Regions from separate parts of the Capra hircus genome. Here region 2 is linked to region 1. The links are chromatin contacts, called in public Hi-C maps. All regions are on one chromosome and are shown on one strand. Each heading gives the region's core, a stretch centred on a gene start, on an enhancer-like site or on the middle of the called end of the contact. The rest is flanking DNA. Distances are from core to core; before and after follow the strand shown.

Evidence for each region. Hi-C and Micro-C count contacts between places; a contact is called where the count stands out from the background.
Region 2: a Hi-C map of blood shows a contact between it and region 1, with 6 times the contacts expected there. The contact joins two enhancer-like sites. A contact is called at or near these places in 2 of 5 Hi-C or Micro-C datasets (both in blood).

Annotation. Positions count from the first base shown.
Region 1 is chr13:76,404,087-76,406,963 of ARS1.2, reverse strand. PREX1 (phosphatidylinositol 3,4,5-trisphosphate-dependent Rac exchanger 1 protein) reads left to right here. Exons shown (of 40, transcript XM_018057997.1): 17 at 407-499; 18 at 1,476-1,624. Among named protein-coding and RNA genes, the nearest start is that of PREX1, 150 kb to the left of the region's middle. Within about 2 kb of position 1,308, at least 2 of the 5 cell types and tissues checked have an H3K27ac peak or open chromatin away from gene starts, as enhancers often do.
Region 2 is chr13:76,617,321-76,620,035 of ARS1.2, reverse strand. No RefSeq gene overlaps it. Among named protein-coding and RNA genes, the nearest start is that of ARFGEF2, 11 kb to the left of the region's middle. Within about 2 kb of position 1,260, at least 1 of the 5 cell types and tissues checked has an H3K27ac peak or open chromatin away from gene starts, as enhancers often do.

The DNA.
Region 1 (2,877 bases), core at 59-2,558:
AAACCTCCCAACCTTCTTGTCGTCCTGCGATGGGGAGGGACTGCTCCTCCCTAAACCCCCTTCCTGTCCCTAAGCTCTTGGTGGCAGGACACTTTGGGGTCTGATTTATTTCATTAAGGCAGTAAGCTGTTATTGAGCACCTGCAGTGTGACAGCAGATGGGGAGACAGTGGAGCATAATAAATAAGGAGGCTCTGTCCTCAGGTTGGGAGGAGGAAAGGGGAGGCAGGCCAAGAAAGCTAAGTGAATACATGGTGACCCCACTCCCAGCCCCACCCTAAGAAGGTCTGGGGCATGAGGAGCCGGCTGGGTCACGGTCCCCTCCAACCCGCCCCTGTGGGGCCAAGCTGGGGCAGGCTCCAGGCCCCCCTCCCTGTCTCACTACCTCTCCTGCCTCGAACCCCCAGATCCTGCCCCAGGAGGAAGACTACGGCTTCGACATCGAGGAGAAGAACAAGGCTGTGGTGGTGAAGTCGGTCCAGAGGGGCTCGCTGGCGGAGGTGAGGCGGCTCAGAGGGGCCACCCCGGCTCCCGGGCTGCGTGCCGACAGGAGAGTGGGGCACCCTCCTCCAGCTCAGAAAGCCCGGGAATGGCAGTGGTTCCTCCTGGCTCCTTGTCCTCCTGGGGAGACTGAGTCCAGGTCTCTGGGAGCTAGTGATGGAGCCCCTGGGATCCAGGTTGCCCTCCCAGCGTGGACCACCAGCTCCCCCTGCTGGCCATGCAGGGGCCAAACGCAAAAAAACAAAACAAAACAAAACAAAACCGCACGGGGCCTCAGCTGATTATAGAAAAGCCAGCTGCGGGAACAAGGCAGGTTTGTTTTGCTGCTCCGGGATGGATACGAAGTCTGGAGGAGGGAGGCCAAGGCTTCAGCCCCAGGGCCTCTCAGCTGTTGTCAGGGGTGTGCAGATGGCTGGGAGAGAGGCGCTGGCCACTTTTTCCAGGGGGCTCTGTTTGCTTCCTTATAGCGATCAGAAAGGCGTTTGGCTGCATGTAGTAGCCGCAGGCTGGGCTTGACAGTGGCTGGAGCCCCAGGGCTTCCGTTTTCTTGTGATGTAAGCAGTTTAGAAGGAGGTGGTTATAAGTCTTGGTTCAGGGTTGACATCTCTTCACCTTTGCTGGCCAAGGCCTCGTGGTCACAAGGTGGCCACCCCAGGTCAATGCCTCGTGTCCTTGCAGAGCCAGGCAGGAAGCAGGGGTGGGCTGGAAGCTTCTTCTCAGGGAAGATGTCTTTGCCGTTAGCGGCCCCCACAGGCCTCCCTTCACAGCTCGTTGGCTGGCATGGGTCTCACCAGCCTGCCTCACTGTTTACCACAGAGGGCAGCGAGGATGCCCCGGGGGGAGTCTCACTCGGGTCCTGCTTGGTCCCTGGGGCTGGTGACTCTGCGCCCCTGAATCGAGTGGCTCCTTAGTGAGGAGGAGAGGGGGTCAGTGACCTGGTGTGCTCGTCTCCCTCGCCACCCCGCCCCCGCCCAGATGGCCGGCCTGCAGGTGGGGAGGAAGGTCTACTCCATCAACGAGGATCTGGTGTTCCTGCGGCCCCTGGCTGAGGTGGAGTCCATCCTCAACCAGTCTTTCTGCTCCCGCCGCCCGCTGCGCCTCCTGGTAGCCGCCAAGGCCAAAGAGTGAGTGTTGCCAGGGGCGGGGTGTCTGGGGGCCTTCCTCTCGGGATGAGTTGCCCGGATCCCAGGGGCGGTGGTGATGGGGGTGGGTGCCCGGCTGACCCAGGTCCCCGTGGCTGGCAGGTCCTCCCACAGGCACGTGCCAAGGTGCTGCTGGCTCTGTTCAGCTGACAGTGCTTACTGGGTGTCTGCCGTGTGCTCGCTGGTGTTTTGGGCTCGGGGGACGCAGTCCCGTCTGCATAGATCTGTTTCCTCGCAGATCTCAGTCTGTTTGGAGGCTAGAGCAGGAGACGAACAAAGTCAAAGCAGAAAAGGGAGGGACGTACCAGGAGGTAGTTGAGTGTGGACCAATGTATCGGGTTGGCCATAAACCATTTGGGTTTTTGCATTACATCTTATAGAAGAATCCAGACGAACATTTACCCAACCCATTATAAAGCTGGGACAGGTGATGGGCTGTGTGGAGGAGATGTGTGTCAGGGAGATGCCCCTGAGAACGGAGGTGAAGACCTGAAGGGGGGTGAGGGAGGGGGTCAGGGGGACATCTGGAGGAGGGGGATTGCTGGCAAGTGCAGAGGCCCCTCCAGGGGCACTGGGGCTAGTATGTTTGAGCAACAGTGAGGAAGCTGATAGGGCTGGAACAGGGTGGGCACTGAGGTCGGTCAGACAGTAGAGGCCAGGACCTGTGGGACCTGTGCCCACAGTAAGGAGCATGGAGCTACTGGAAGGTTCTGAGCGGAGGGGCGGCGTGATCTGACCCAGGTCCTGGGCAGTGCGGCATCTCTCTGGCTGCAGGTGGAGGCTAGATTGTCAGGGCGGGGGCGGAAGCAGGAAGCGTGGAGAGGAGGCTGCCAGCCGGCCCCTCCCAGCCGCGGTGAGAAGTGGTCGCGTACCAGATAGAGGCACCGGGAGGAGCGTTTTCTATTTTAAATCCTGCGCGTTTGCTTTTCGCTTCTCCCTTCTATTTAAGGCAGATGCTCCTGGTTTTCTGTTGATGGGAGTGATCGAAAGTTTTAAATAGCATTCTTTCAGTTCAGAGGCTTGTCAGTTTCGGGGACATGATTGATGGTTTGGCTGGTATGTAGAAGTGGGAGAAATCACCATGGTGGAACATGCCTGCTTCAAGTTCCAGAAATACCTGAGGTTTTAGAACAGGCTCCCAAGACGGCTTTTTATGGCAGGTAGGGACGATCCAAGGCCTAATGTGGGGGACGTGCCTTAGACAGGGAAGCCGATGGCTACGTTGAAGCTCCTGG
Region 2 (2,715 bases), core at 11-2,510, 210 kb before region 1:
AGTGAGAATACTCCAAAGAGGAAAGCTTCTGGTGTTTTCTAGCTGACAGGGGAAGGAAGGTGGCCTGGACCAGCGCAGGAGAGGTGGTGAAAAACAGGAAGGTTCAAGACCAGTTTAGAAAAAAGTTAAACGATTGGGTCTCAGGATCGACCCGAATGTGAGGATGAGGGAAGGTGGAATGCCTGGAACCATCCCCAGGATTCTAATTTGGGGAACAGGTGGTGAGGCCGTTTACGTTGAGCCAGGGAACGTTGGAAAGGGTGGCTTCAGAAGGAGAAGGGTGTTATAGACTCCAGCTCCAAGATGACCCTTTCCAATGGGCAGTTCCCTTAACCCTGGAGAGAGAGAGAGAGAGCAGGGCTGTGCGAGCACCTTCCGTCCTGTCCGACTGTAGCCCACGAGGTTTCCAATCCATGGGATTTTCCAGGCAAGAGCACTGGAGTGGGTGGCCATTTCCGTATGCAGGGGATTTTCCCGACCCAGGGATCCAGCTGTGGTGTCTTATGTCTCCTGCATCCGCAGGCTGGTTCTTTACCGGCTGAGACACTAACCTTTCCCTTTCTCATAAAAGGCAAAGACCTTCCACTCCTCCCCTATCTTCAACTTTCACACAATCTGTATCTTGGCCATCAGAGGGCGCCAATGTTCAGGCAGTTCAGATAGACGCCACCTGGATCTATTTTACTCTCTTCTGGGGGGAAAAAAAAGGAGGGAAAAAAGTTTTGGCTTCCTCCTCTTGCCTTAGAATCACTCTCCTGAGCTACCTTGGCACCCGGAGAACCTCTGATACTTATGTCATGTGTGAGTGCATACCAGCTTATTTCATTCCCCAGAGCTAATCAGAAAAAAATCTCCCTCACCATAATTTCCCATGAGCCCATCTTACAAAGTCTGGGGACTTTTCCTTTTTTATTTTCATTGCCAGTCTTGTGCAAAAATCAATCAAGATTTTAGTACACTGACACCTCTGCGTTATACTCCCTGTGGCTCCCCCCCCACCCCCCCGTCTTTGACCTTCTCTTCTGTTGCCTGTTCTCATTTCTGTGTTTCCAGCAGGGAGCTCTGGGACTAGAAAGGTAAGAGGGTAATTCCTCCCCACCATGAGTTCGGCTACAACTGCCCTGTATGTCCCTTGAATTCTCCAAGAGGCATTAGGAGTGGGGGGCGCGGGCTCTCAGTCTTATGGAGCCCAGCCCTGTGAAGTCTACAGTTCCAGGCACCTGTGGCCTCTCATGATGGTGCGAGGACCCCACCTGTCTCCTGACCAACCCCCCACCCCCCCACCCCCGCCCTGGGACTGCTGCTCCCCTCCCAAACCTGCCTGGGATGGGGGGTGGGCAGGCAGTTAAAGGCTAGTTTCTAAGCCAGATCCTATCAGAGGGGATGGTTTTCAGAGTGTCTGGGGCTCAGGAGGAGAGCATACCAAACCCTCTCCTTGCTTTCATGAATGCCCCAACTGGAAGAGATTATTTGGCAATAGAATCTCTGCTCCTAAAAGGTACCAAGACTCTAGGAACTGTAGATTCTCTCTGGTCTGGGAAAAATTACCTCCCAGACTTATGGGCACATAGAATTCATCTCAGTCCACTCAGATCTCTGCTCCCCACCTGGCTTTCCCCACAGTCAGAACTGATTTCTGCCTCCGGGTTCTCTTATTACTTGTGCCTCAAGGATTAAAGCAATTATCCTATTTTTTTTTCTTCCCGGAACCCGAAGCTCCTTAAGGCAAGAACCACTTTTTACGCATCTCAGAATTTTCTAGAGCTGGGGTACCTAACATCCCCCCAACTATACACACACACACACACACACACACACACACACAACCTGGCTAGACAATGAGGAAGGTTTTGGATTTGTTTTTGGTTTTGTTTTTTATTGTAACCAATTCATGGTACTTTGAGGAAAACAACAATGTAGTGAAATTTTTAGGAGAAGGCAATGGCACCCCACTCCAGTACTCTTGCCTGGAAAATCCCATGGACGGAGGAGCCTGGTGGGCTGCAGTCCATGGGGTCGCTGAGAGTCGGACACGACTGAGCAACTTCACTTTTACTTTTCACTTTCATGCATTGGAGAAGGAAATGGCAGCCCACTCTAGTGTTCTTGCCTGGAGAATCCCAGGGATGGGGGAGCCTGATGGGCTGCCATCTATGGGGTCACACAGAGTCGGACACGACTGAAGTGACTTAGCAGCAGCAGCAGCAACAGTGAAATTTTTGTAAATATCTGCTGTTTATTCTAATATTTTAGTCTTTTCCCCTTTTTAAGGGATAGTGGTGGTTAAAATGTTCTTTGTGAAATAATGAGGAAAATAGCTCTTTAATTTTCTTTTATCTTGAAATCTTTACTTAGCAATATACAAAGGAGACCATCTTGTGCAGATCACCAAATCACGTGTTTTGTGGAAATATGACATTTGTGAAAATGCCATCTGATTCCAGACAGCCCTGTGCCTAAGTCAAGAAAAGGAGGAGAAAAAAGCCTCTGGGGTACTACTCACAACATTTCCCACAGTTTATTCGGGCCTTTCTCGCTTCTGTAAACATCCACATTCATGCTAACGATTGCATTGGAGTCCCTGGATCAAACTCTGCCTGAAATCAGGACATCCTCTGGACTTTTCAGTTATAGAAGCTAATAAGTTCCCTTTTGCTGCTTAAACCATTTGGGGTTGGGTTTTTGGTCACTTATAATTAAGAGTCCTAACACATT